Regions from separate parts of the Gasterosteus aculeatus genome. Here region 2 is linked to region 1. A link is a contact called in public Hi-C data. All regions are on one chromosome and are shown on one strand. The core of a region is the stretch at or near the end of the contact, and the rest is flanking DNA. Distances in the headings are between cores, read along the strand shown. Region 1 overlaps cttnbp2 (cortactin binding protein 2). Region 2 holds the start of LOC120809896 (E3 ubiquitin-protein ligase TRIM39).

Evidence for each region. A called contact is a pair of places that touch in the nucleus more often than the background predicts.
Region 2: a Hi-C map of skeletal muscle shows a contact between it and region 1, with 2.9 times the contacts expected there. The contact joins the promoter of LOC120809896 here to the enhancer-like site in region 1. A contact is called at or near these places in 2 of 6 Hi-C or Micro-C datasets (both in skeletal muscle).

Annotation. Positions count from the first base shown.
Region 1 is chrX:15,660,200-15,666,350 of fGasAcu3.hap1.1, reverse strand. It overlaps cttnbp2 (cortactin binding protein 2), which reads left to right. Exons shown (of 23, transcript XM_078082446.1): 11 at 329-424; 12 at 1,483-1,562; 13 at 1,870-1,956; 14 at 2,421-2,520; 15 at 3,008-3,163; 16 at 3,791-3,963; 17 at 4,055-4,233; 18 at 4,334-4,554; 19 at 4,633-4,818; 20 at 5,054-5,105; 21 at 5,180-5,279; 22 at 5,584-5,679. Among protein-coding and RNA genes, the nearest start is that of cftr, 29 kb to the right of the region's middle. Within about 2 kb of position 2,455, at least 3 of the 9 cell types and tissues checked have open chromatin away from gene starts, as enhancers often do.
Region 2 is chrX:15,701,419-15,707,569 of fGasAcu3.hap1.1, reverse strand. LOC120809896 (E3 ubiquitin-protein ligase TRIM39) reads right to left here and starts at 3,046. Exons shown (of 3, transcript XM_040164068.2): 1 at 2,880-3,046; 2 at 2,360-2,516; 3 at 1-1,278. The coding sequence starts at 1,269.

The DNA.
Region 1 (6,151 bases), core at 1,206-3,705:
AGAACGTCTGGCTGTCTCGTTTGTTCCGGTGTAAAGATGTGGAGCCTCGTAGGAGGTTTTATTTCTCCTCTCGTGGTGCGTCATCTGGACGCGATGTGCATCCACCCTGATTGAGAGAGGATGCTCCGTTTATTCATGCCGAACAAAAGCGCACTCTGTGCTTGAGGTAGCAATGCGTGCAGACAAATGATACATTACGGTGCATACAGCCGACGCACCATATTTGTGTATTCTGTGTTCCTCGTGGTGTGTTTGCTTGGTGTGTGTGTGTGTGTGTGTGTGTGTGTGTGTGTGTGTGACCACGACTCCGCCGTTCTTCTCCCCCCAGGAGACACAGAGTGGTCCCCCGGTCAGGAGCTGCATCTATCCCCCTGGGACCTGGTCCGAAGGCCCCTCGGACAGAGCATGACCGTCCGCCTCAAAGGTACGATACCCACCAACCAGAGTCTGGTTCTGTCTGAGTCCGAACCAGTGTTGGTGGATAAAAGGGCAGCGTGGGCGGTGTTGCAGCAGGATGTGAGGCACGTCGGGGGCTTCGTTTAAAGATAAAAGCATCAATCATGAATCGCTCCTCTCCTTCTTTCTGCGTCTTCGTCTTTGGGAAGACGTCTCGCAGCGAGTGAGGCGGGTATTGCCATCAGTGTAAACAAGTAAATAGCAGCTAATGAATGTGCTATTTGTGGATCAAAAGATGCTGTGTGATCAGCTTAAATCAGGGGGCGGATGTATAAACTGATAAAATAAAGGTGGTTGAATTATATATTCTAACGGAGACAATGGCACCTCTTTTCTCCATATATGTGGAAGTTGAGTCTTTATTCTATACCAATTTCCTGATTTATGCGCTTTCCAGAGTACCGTGAGGGTTAATTGGATGCACTGAAAAGCGTTTCTCCCTCTAATTAGTGCTTCATTTCTGTAAAAAGTTATTTCCATGTGACGTCCTTTGAGTTACCAGGTCGTCTCACATTTCTCAAATTATCCCAGAAGGAACACGGGGGAACATGTGGATGTTTTGTGTATGAGCGGGACGGAGGGAATAGATCCCTCACACTTTGTTTCTACGTCGTCTAAAGAAAGCTCAAACAAACGGACGTCCTCTGCTGCCGAATCCCGTCTCTTTCTTCTCCTCTCTCCAGGAAATGAGGGAAGTTACATTATTTAAATCTGGTGAGATGTGCATCAAAAAATAAAAGATCCAAAAACGAGGCACAGAAGGCGGGATTTGAAATTAATGATAAAAGAAAGCGTTATAAATAAATGTGCACATACCGTGTGATGTTTCAGATTCAAAGATTGAAACACTCATTACATCATCTCGAGGACGACGTGGCGATCAAACCTGCAGCGTTTCGACTTTCATGACTGTCTGAACCACAAGGGCACCTTGAGGCCCTCGGCCGAGTGATGTCACCGAGGAAACCAGAGCCGGTCTGAGGATTTATCGTGAGTGTGTGTGTGTGTGTGTGTGTGTTCCGACAGGTCTGTCTGAGTCGTGTCTCGATGAGTTGGCTCTTGAACACCTCCTCCCACTGCCGCTGCTGCACAACTACGTCCGCCTGGTACGCGCGCACACACACACACACACACACAGGATTGTGGCGCTGCAAGCTACATTTAGTCAGATTGAACTAATATTTTTTGTAGTCCGCGGATCCGCAGCAGCTCGTTCATCACAGTTGAGGATTTATCTTTATTTAGTTTCTTGTGTCTAGGAAAAGCTTGTTTTCTGTTGTCACAATGATTCAATAATTAATTCAATTGGAGGACACATTGGTAATAAATGAGCTAATCCTTTTCTTTATTGGGACAATTTACTTCATTTGGAAAATATAAATAAAGTGAAGTCTCTCTCTCTCCTCCATGCAGGTGGAACAGTACGGGAACCTCATCTTTCACGGGCTCGAGGGCAGCTGTCAGGAATCCGTCGCCAACCTGGTGGCCCGCTGCATAAAGGTGCACCAGAAGCTTTAATCGTAACAACCAACAAACCAGAGTCAGTAGATCTGGAAGTGTCTGTGTGGCGTGCTGCTCACAGCAGTGATCCCTCTCTACTGTTGCCATGGTGAACGTATCACATGGACCTTTTTTTATTGTTCCTTGGCAGCACATGAATCTGGTGAGAAGAAAATGTTTCATTATTATTATAACGCAGTCCAGATTTATTCACAATGAGCTCTTTGAAATAACACATAGTTTTTTTGAGCGGCGTGAATTCAGGGAGTTCTTGACTCTGCAGGCCATCTGCCCCCCTCCACCTTGCACATTCATTATATAATGTGGAACGTTCAATCTTTGATCGGAAAATCCCTCTCTGCTTATTGAAATTCTCCCGGCGCAAAGTGGTACTAGATGTTCTTTGTTTCCATGACAACGTGCTGCCTTCCAACCCCTCCCTCTCTCTCCCTCTCTGCACCCAGTCCAAGCAGGAGATGGGGGGGCTCGCCTGTGACGTGGTGAGGGTGGAAGTGGGGGAGAGCCTGACCAGAGAGCAGCTGCTGGAGACTTTCATCACCTGTGGTAGGGACACACACACGTACACGCACGCACGCACACACACACACTCACTCACACACACTGGATGAATGATTCGTGTAGCTTATGAACGTCTGTGAGGTTCTCAACCAGGGTCCGAGATCTCATTAATCAAAATGTCTTTTTGGTGATGACTTTTAAATCATTATATAAATATATATTATAACTATACTATAATATTTTTAACATATACTATAATATTTTTAGCGTATGACAGCCCCCTTTTTTGTTTCTTCTTCATATTCGGTTGCTAATCAGACTTACATGAGTAAAATCGTGTTTATTTGTAAAATACACAGAAATCCATTGAGAAACCAACAAAAAGAAAACCCCATTACCCCATTATCAGCACCAGCACCTCCCTGACATCGGCAGAGAGGAGGAGTCTGTTGCCGTGGCGATGGAGGTACATTAGTGGATCCTTCAGGGACTCGTCTCTGAATACTCGGTTGTCTGCTCGTGTCCGTCTCAGGATTCCTGGTGCCGGTGGGGGGGGCGTCCACTGGTGCCTGTGTGGTGGTGGTGCTGGAGGGACTGGAGAAGGCTTCGTCCCTAACGGGCCTGCTGGGAGACCTCTGCCACAGTCTGGATGACCGGAGCTCTGCTTCTCCGCTGGTCCTCAGCACGGGTACGGGCGGCAAGTGCAACAAAAAGAGCCTCATAAACATCATGTTTCCTCCCAGAGGGTTGTCTTTGTTTTAGAGCAGCGCTGATGTCCATCCATCCATTGTCAAACTGCTTATTGGTCGCCAGCCAATCGCAGGGCTACACAGAGACACACAACCATTCACACTCACATTCACACATCTATGGACAATTTAGAGTCCCCAATTAACCTGATCCCCAGAGCATGTCTTTGGACTGTGGGAGGAAGCCGGAGAACCCGGAGAGAACCCACGCAGACACGGGGAGAACATGCAGACTCCACACAGAAAGGCCACTGGGCGGAGTCCAACCCAGGACCTTCTTGCTGTGAGGCGACAGTGCTAACCACCACACCACCGTGCCGCCCAGCGCTGATGTTGGCATTTTAATATTTAAATTAAGGCTGTCAATAGTTAATCGCATGTTTTGATCGCATACATTAATGCGTTTATGTTGACAACCCTAATTTAAATATTTTAAAATAAAATTGGAGTAAATATGGAAAACTTCTCTGATTAGAAGTGAAATAAGCCGACTTAACTGATTTGTCATCATCAACTGATTTGTCATCAATGTCATCATTTGTCATCCCCCCCCCCGCCCCCCTCAGGTCCCCACCGCTTCTGCGAAGGCAGCTTCCTTATTGCGACGCTGTCCAAGCCCCGCCTGCAGGGATCGGAGCTCCGCCTCCAGCAGCATTTCCGCTGGGTGACGCTGCGCTGGGATCAGGAGCCGCTGCACGGCCTTCTGGGAAGGCACCTGCGCAGGAAGCTGCTTCACAAGGTCAGCTGGAGGCTGAGCTCCACCACAGTGGTTTAAAAACAATAAATAATAATGAAAAAACTAAAGGTCCACCCCCCCCCCCTCCCTCTAGATGGGGACCGGAGTCTGGTCACCTGAAGGCGCCACGGAGCGCTGCGCCTCGTGGGTGAGCCTCGTCTGGGAGCAGCTCAACGCCTGTCTGTCCCGTCTGGGGACCCACGAAGCTCTGCTGGGCCCCCAGCTCTTCCTGTCCTGCCCCGTCGCCCCCGACAACACGCAGGCGGTCGTAAGGTGTGTTTGTGAAACAGCGAATTGCAAGTTCCACTTCCCGAGCTCCTGTCCTGTGACGTTCCGTGTGACTTTCTCTCTCACGTTCTCTGTGGCGCGTCAGGTGGCTGGCTCGGCTCTGGAACGTCGTGGTCGTCCCCCGCGTGGAAGCAGCCGTCATCTCGCGGGTAACGGCCAGGCGCTGCCCCGCCTCCTCCTCTTTGTCGCATCGAACGTCTCCTAGCAACTGCGGCCTGAGTGCCGGGCAGCAGGCCGTGGTGAAAGCCGCGCTCAGCATCCTGGTCAACAAGGCGGTCCTCCAGGGCTGCCCTCTGCCTCGCCATGGTGCGTATTCCTCCTTGCCGGTGATGGGGAGGGAACCTCTGCACCAACGTGCGCCCACTTTCCTTTCTTCTCCCGCAGAGATCGACAGGTACCTGCTGGAGTTTCAAGGCGTGACTTTCCCTCTGTCGGCCATCGGCTGCTACATAGGAAGCGGGGGAGGAAGGAAGGGACGGGACGGCGGCAGGTTGAGGCGGTCCAACACCAGTCCTCGCAAGAAGGGGGGCGCCGCCCTGAGCTGGAGCTCCGGGGGCTCCTTCAGAGAAGGTAAGGCGGCCTGGATGGAGCACTCGGGGGGAGGGGGGGTCTGGACCTCCATATTTACCTCCTGCAACTTTTCAAGACAAAGATGTGCTAATAATCAAACACAGAAAAGTGGATCTGATGGTGAAGTGTCAGCAGGAGCCACCGGGGGGCGATCTCACATTCAGTAGAAAGCTGCTTATTAACTACATCATATTCAGCTTTAGTCTGGTTTATAACCCGACCCACCTGTCTGCAGGTTCTCTGTCCAGCACCGACGTCAGCTTCATCGCCAACGGCAACGGCCACAGGTTTGTGTTGACCACCGTCGGTGCGTGAGCGTGATCATTGGCCTGTTGCGTGTTCTGAGTGTCGCTGTCCGCAGGGAGCCGGAGGGTCTGTCCGTGTTCTCTGATGACGAGACGGATTTAATCAGAGAGCTGAAGACGCTTTGCTCCAGCAGGTCAGAGCCGGACATCAGCCAGGTAACGACGCTCTGATAATCTATCTGACGCCAAACTGGTGTTTAGGTGAAATATGCTGGTTGACACCAGGACCTCCTCGCTGCATCCGCTCGCCAACGTGCTCTCAACATGGCTCCGCCCCCTTAAACCACCACGGCGTGTCAATAGGTGCCACACAGCAGATCAGACATTAGGTCACATGTTTTCACTGCTCTGTAGGGATAAACTCCCCTCCGTCACCCTCCTGAATATACACGCCATCGGTGCGTGTGCGTGTGTGTGTAGGGGTGGGCCCTCACCCTCGCTCTCCTGCGTCCTCCCACAGATCTCTCGGGACAAAGACGACCTGATCCTGTTCTCCGGCGAGTCCCTCCCCCCCACGGCCGAGCGGGAGCCCCCCTGCCAGCAGCAGCCGCAGACGGTGAGAGGGGGGGAATGATTGACAGCTCGTCATCACTCATCCTGAGCGCTGCTGTGTCTGATCTGAGTGGATGGAAACCGCACATGACGTGACTTTTTCTGTTTTTATGCATCTCCTAATTGTGTGTTTTGTTTTTTTGTGTCGCCTCACACGTAATTGACCCGTCAGCGCTACACGTTTCACGGGTTGTACTTAACAGCGACCTCATTGTTTTGGTGTGTCAGAAGAGCGTCGATATGATTCCGCTTGTTAGTGGGATTTCTGACTTTTTTTTGCCGATCTGCACAGTTTAATAAACAAAATTCCGGCTGCACAATAATAACGATATGTTGAACACGCTGATCCTGGAACGAGTCCTCAAGTCGGTAGATTTAAATCATCGACTCGTGTGTTTTTCTCACTGATATGAAATCTTGATTTAAAGATGTTGAATCTCGCCTGTAAAAGAGGACAAAAGCAGAATGTGTCTCTG
Region 2 (6,151 bases), core at 1,797-4,296, 41 kb before region 1:
AAATCTACCTGAAGAGAAACTCTGCTTTCCTAAGACATTAGGACAATGATTAAATCTCTCTGGATTGTCTGGCAGATTCTTCTTCTTCTTTTTCTTTACATGTTTAACTTGTTTTCCATCACCCGAAAGGATGAGTTGAGGATGTGCTGTATCAGGATCAAGTGTCACATCCACTGCAGACTGCTGAACACTCTTTAGCTTGGCCTCCAGCAGCTTCTTCATCTGTTTACTGAGCTTCTTCTCCAGCTGATTCGCAGCTCTCACCACGACACCATTATATGAAGGTACACTGACTCTGACTCCTGTCCAGTCCTTGGTGGGTGGAGCAGTGTTCAGGGTCCTGAAGCTCTGGAGGAGGTGGAGAGGGTCTTTAGAGTGCGAGAGCTGCTCCACCTCAGTGCTTCTCTTCTTCAGCTCAGAGATCTCCTGTTCCAGCTCTTTGACGAAGCCTTCAGCCTGTTTCTGGGTCTTTCTCTGCTTCTCTTTGATGGTGTCGATGAGCTCCGCCTGGCTTCTCTCAACAGACTCCTTCAGAGCGCTGAAGACCAGGACACCTTCTGCTACCTCTCTGTCGGCTGCTTCCTCACTGAGCTCCACTGAGTGTTTGATCTCCTGAATCTTCAGCCGTCTCTTCTGGATCATCTGCTGGACTTCAGCCTCAGTCTTCCCCAGCTCGGCCTTCTTTCCTTCATATTCTTCTCTCAGAGGAACAACATCGTGGTTCTTGTGGTCTGCAACAGTGCAGAGCATGCAGACACACATCTGGTCGGTCTTACAGAACAGCTCCAGCAGTTTATCGTGCTTCGTACACATCCAGCCTTCCAGATTCTCCACAGGGTCCATCAGGTGATGTTTCTTCAGACCTGACGTAGTCAGATGAGGCTCCAGGTGAGCCTCACAGTAGGAGACCAGACACACCAGACAGGACTTGAGGGCCTTCACCTTGGTTCCAGTGCAGACGTCACAGGGAACTTCTCCTGGTTGGGCAGCTTGTTGCTCTGAGCTGCTGCTGCTGGCTTTCTGTTGAGCTGACAGTCTGAACTGAGCAGCCATCTCAGAGATGAACGTGTTGACCTGCAGCTCAGGTCTGGTGTAGAAAAGCTTTTTACAGTTGGGACAGTTAGACGGGGCATTAACGTTCCAGTGGTCAGTGATGCAGGCTTTACAGAAGTTGTGTCCACATGGTATGGTGACTGGATGAGTGAACACGTCCAGACAGATGGAGCACAGGAACTGATCCTCAGTCAGCAGACAGCTGGCAGCAGACATATCGACACTCTGAGGACAACAAGTGTGGAGAAATAAGAACGTTATTACATACCTTTTGATTTTTTTTTTTTTTTACAGATTCAAACTATTTTTAGTAGGAGCTCTTTGGTATAGAGACGTTTTATTTCATAAAATGACCGGATTCTCTCCCAAATCCATTCGTCTGTGCCCCATGACACAAGCAAAGACAGTTATGTTACTCCAAAAATTAAAAGTAAAAAACAAATCTTTAAAGAGTTTCTTTACAAAAGGGAATTGTTTCAAACATTAGCAGTGATTTTTTTGGAGAGTGTTTCCTGTGCCGATGTGTGGGTTTCGGGACAGAGGATATCGCATGTGTACAGACTGTAAAGCCCTCTGAGGCAAATTTGTAATTAGCGATTTTGGGCTATACAAAATGAATTGAACTGATTCTGATCCCAACTCCCCATCTCTGAAAAGCGGGGCTTTCTGCAATACATAACCAGCGGTTTGTTTATTTATCAAAGAAAGTTATTGTTATTAAATACTAATAAAACAATCATTAGTCTGATGTCTGGACCGTTCCAGGAATAACACTCTTAACCCACTTGTTAATTAAGCGAAATAACAATAGAATAAATTAATTTAATATTAAACATGCAACATATCTCCATTACCGTCACATCAGACATAATAACAATAAAACACTTTTTGATTTACGGTTATACACATAAGCAGCATTTGATTGTATTATTAATTTTATAGCAGCATCGAGGGACTAGTGCAAAATTAAAATCAATTAATTTGAAGAAAGACCTTTAGTGTGAAAGAGTCAGCCCTGAGTGGACCTTCCTGTCTGGGTGGAGCCGAGGTTTGAATTCAAACCAGGAAACAGGTCGGTTAGTTAGCTTAAGCTAACGCTAGCTGTGACTGTGTCCAGTCTCACTATCTCACTATCCAGAGTTCAGTCTCTGTGGTTTGGTTTATACCGCTGATTCGTTACACATTACACATTTCTACATTTCTGTGATAAAAGCAGACGTCCAACACTCAGCATACTGTGGTCTGAACGAAACTGGGAGCAGATGTTTAGTTCATGTATCTAGTCTTTGTAGAGCAGCGTACTCACCAGAGTTTGTCAGAGATCCTGTTGTGTTGTTGATGAAAAGCTGCTGGATTCAGTTGTTTCTTTAGAGAGACTCGTCTGGACTGCAGCTCTGCTTTTACTCTCATATGGACTGGACGTAAGTACGATGCGACGGGAGACGCATGTCAGTGACGTCAGTCTGCAGCGGCGAAAATACGGCGGAATTCAAATTGTTAAAGAAATTACCTCTTAACGACTATTCCTAACCACTATTCTTTGACCTCTGTGGAAAACGTAATGGGGTCAATGGAAGATGGTTAAGGGAATCCACGAAGATTTAGGAAAAGAAAACTGCGGTTTATTCAAGAATATAGGAATACGACTCCACTTTCACAAGCTACGTAACATCCCACGTCCACGAGAAATAACGATCATGACCGAGAAACGGCGATCGTGTAAGTAACCCCTAGTATAACCCATTTATGTTACAACATTGTTAATAAAGTTATACTTTGAACCGGGTTGTTTTATATCATATGCATGACTCCGCAATGTAACAAACCATGCTAAGATGCGCTTCTTTGTAGTCCATCTTCAGAGATTCATCTCATCTCATCCATCCTCCATCTTCAGATGGACTACAAAGCAGCGCCGCTGCACACTGCTGCACTCTGACGCTGCATACTGACGTCATTAACATGCGTCTCCCGTCACATAAGGGCCCTTTCTCAATGTCTGTGACTGTGTCTCAGTAGCTGTAGCAGTGTCTCAAAGTCCTTCCTTATCCTTATCTTATTTCAGATAGTTTAGGAAGAAAAGCTTTTCCTACGGAGCATGATATATTTCAGGCTGAGAGAAGAGAAGACCACAACTAAATGTAAAGTTAGTTTATAATCAGACAACAATACAAAAGGAGCAAAGCGAGTTCAGTTTCGGTGTCTGTTTATTCTGTAACGTTACTGACTTAGAAAGTGATATTTCAGGTTCATAACTTCACTAATAACTACGGGCGGATGCGGGCAGACGAGCTGCAGTTAACAGCGCAGCGGCTCCCGGAAACGTGAACTGCTCGTATTTGTTATAAATGTGTGTTGGTACGTTGATGTTCATAAGAACAGTACATGGCCCCAGGAGAGGTTCAGCTGATAGTCTGGGTCAGAGTCTCTACTGGGTTGGGGGGGATAAGGAAGTTAACGGGTTAACGTTAGCACTAAGAGCAGTTGGTTCTAGCGTCTTATGTGCATTTAAAAACACGACATCGGTTACCAACCTCACGTAACTTAAGCGATTTCCTAAACTAAGATGTGATGTTATATATTATAACATTTATATCGATATATATATTAAAGTGTATTCTGTTACTATAAGTTAGTTGTTAAACATTTCAGTGGTCGGTTTATCAACATTGAGCCTTCTTCACAATGAGCTCCAGGATGTGGGAGATGTGAGGTGTAGTTAACGGGACCGTCAGACCCCCCAACAGCGAGCGGTCAGCCTCATCTCAGCCCGCAGAGAGCAGCCTGTTCTCGGGGAGTCTTCTGTGAAATGACCCGCTGGTATTCACGTCTGCGTATAGCGGTTATACATGAGATATAACTATAACTAGGTTTCAGTGTCCATAACTTTTAAAATGTTATCAGAGACTGATGTTTGTTCACTGGTACCGTTAAGTTTGTTTTAGGGCAGAGTTTAGATTCATAACTTAATGTTTAAATTAAACTTTCACATCTTGTCTGTGCAGGCATGTTATTGTCTGTCATTGTGCATTAAAACTAACGATGTTTTAATTAGAGGACATGAGGAGACCGTCATTGAGACACTAAACCGGCAGCAGGACTTCAGCTTCAAAGGGAATTCTAACAATAATAAATACATATTTTCCACATATGAATTATTGTATATTTCATGTGTGGTCAGCTGCTTGAATATGCCTGAAACTGTTTCCATTTATTTCATTGTTTGAAAATGTAAGACTAATCCTATCTAACTAGCCTCAATGATGGAATATATATATATATATATATATATATATATATATATATATATATATATATATATATAAGTTGAGTGAATACTTTTTTGACCACTCCTTCTCCTTAAAATACCAGAATTGTTGTCAAAAAGAAACCGGTGAACGACTGCTCTCTCAAACCTACTTCCTGTTTCATCCACTAAGAGGAGACACTTCCTCACTTTTAAAGAATGTTCACATGCAGCTGCTCATCCAACTGTGCTTTTTAAATGCCAGTCTGCACTTTAATCTGAGCCACCTGAGGCCAGTGAAGACCACTGCTTTCCGGGGTCGTCATTGAACATTTTATGGAAAAAAAAGTTTAGTCCATAGGGGAATTAAAATATAAACACAAAGTAAAAGTAAATAATCCTTTACAATCACAAGTGGTACAGGTTGTGTAACAGAGGCCATGGGAGGAGCTGACACATATATGCTATTATTAATGAATACGTTTTAAAATCACCAATGATATTGATCAGAAAACATCTGTTGAAGACACACCATTTTGTCAAATAATTTCTTAACTAATTTTAAGGTTAAGCAGTTCAAATTTTTTAGTGCCATTTTCAATTTTGAGAATATTTTGACATTTATTAGTATAATAACAATTTAATCGTGACATGAATGAATCCCATGTGTAGCCCAGTACACAAATTGCTACCATACACATTATTAAATTACATTACATTACATTACATGTCATTTAGCTGACGCTTTTATCCAAAGCAACTTACAATAAGTGCATTAAACCATAGGGATACAAATTTAGAAGAACAAGAAACAAGAAAGTGCAATTTCCTCAATTAAGTCAATGTACTATTTGCTATAGATAAGTGGTGTTACAAGTACAATTTAAGTGCTACAATTTGTTAGTCATTTAGTCGAGGTAGAGTCTGAAGAGGTGTGTCTTTAGTTTGCGGAGGAAGATGTGAAGGCTCTCTGCGGTCCTGATGTCTTCAGAGAGCTCGTTCCACCATTTCGGAGCAAGGACAGCAAAGAGTCGTGATCTATAGTCGAGTGTTTTGAACTGGATGCGGGCAGCCACCGGTAGCCAGTGAAGAGAGCGGAGGAGTGGAGTGTGGGAGAATTTAGGAAGGTAAAGACCAGTCGAGCTGCTGCATTCTGGATGAGCTGCAGAGGTCGAATAGCGGTAGCAGGGAGACCTGCAGGAGAGAGTTGCAGTAGTCCAGGCGGGAGATGACAAGAGCCTGAATCATTACCTGCGCCGCCTTCTGAGTGAGAAGGGGACATATTCTCCTGATGTTGTAGAGCGTGTATCTACAGGATCGTGTTGTCGCAGTGATGTTGGGAGTCAGGGAAAGTTGACTGTCAAGAGTCACGCCGATTGTTCCTAGCAGTTAAAGTGGGCGTTAACACAGAGTTGCCAAAGTTGACTGTCAGGTCCTGGGTAGGAGAATCTTTTCCCGGAAAGATCCGTGCCGCCACCTGTCCGGCACGGTGTCCGAGGGAGGGAAGGAGAGAATTAGTTGCGTGTCATCGGCATAGCTGTGGTAGGAGAAGCCATGCAAGCGAATGACAGCGCCGAGAGAGTTGGTGTAGAGCGAGAAGAGGAGGGGACCCAGGAAGGAACCGTGAGGAACTCCAGTAGTAAGAGGACAAGGTTCCTACACAGATCCACGCCAGGTTACCCGTTAGGTAGATTATGGGAGAGTGATCTAATACATACATATATATATATATCTTTATATGTACAGATTTTATCAGGAAAAGTCTTAAAGCAGTCTAACACTTCACTGAAAACATTAGAGATGTTTAGATTGTTTTACTTTTATTTATTATATTAAAGACTAGATATTAAC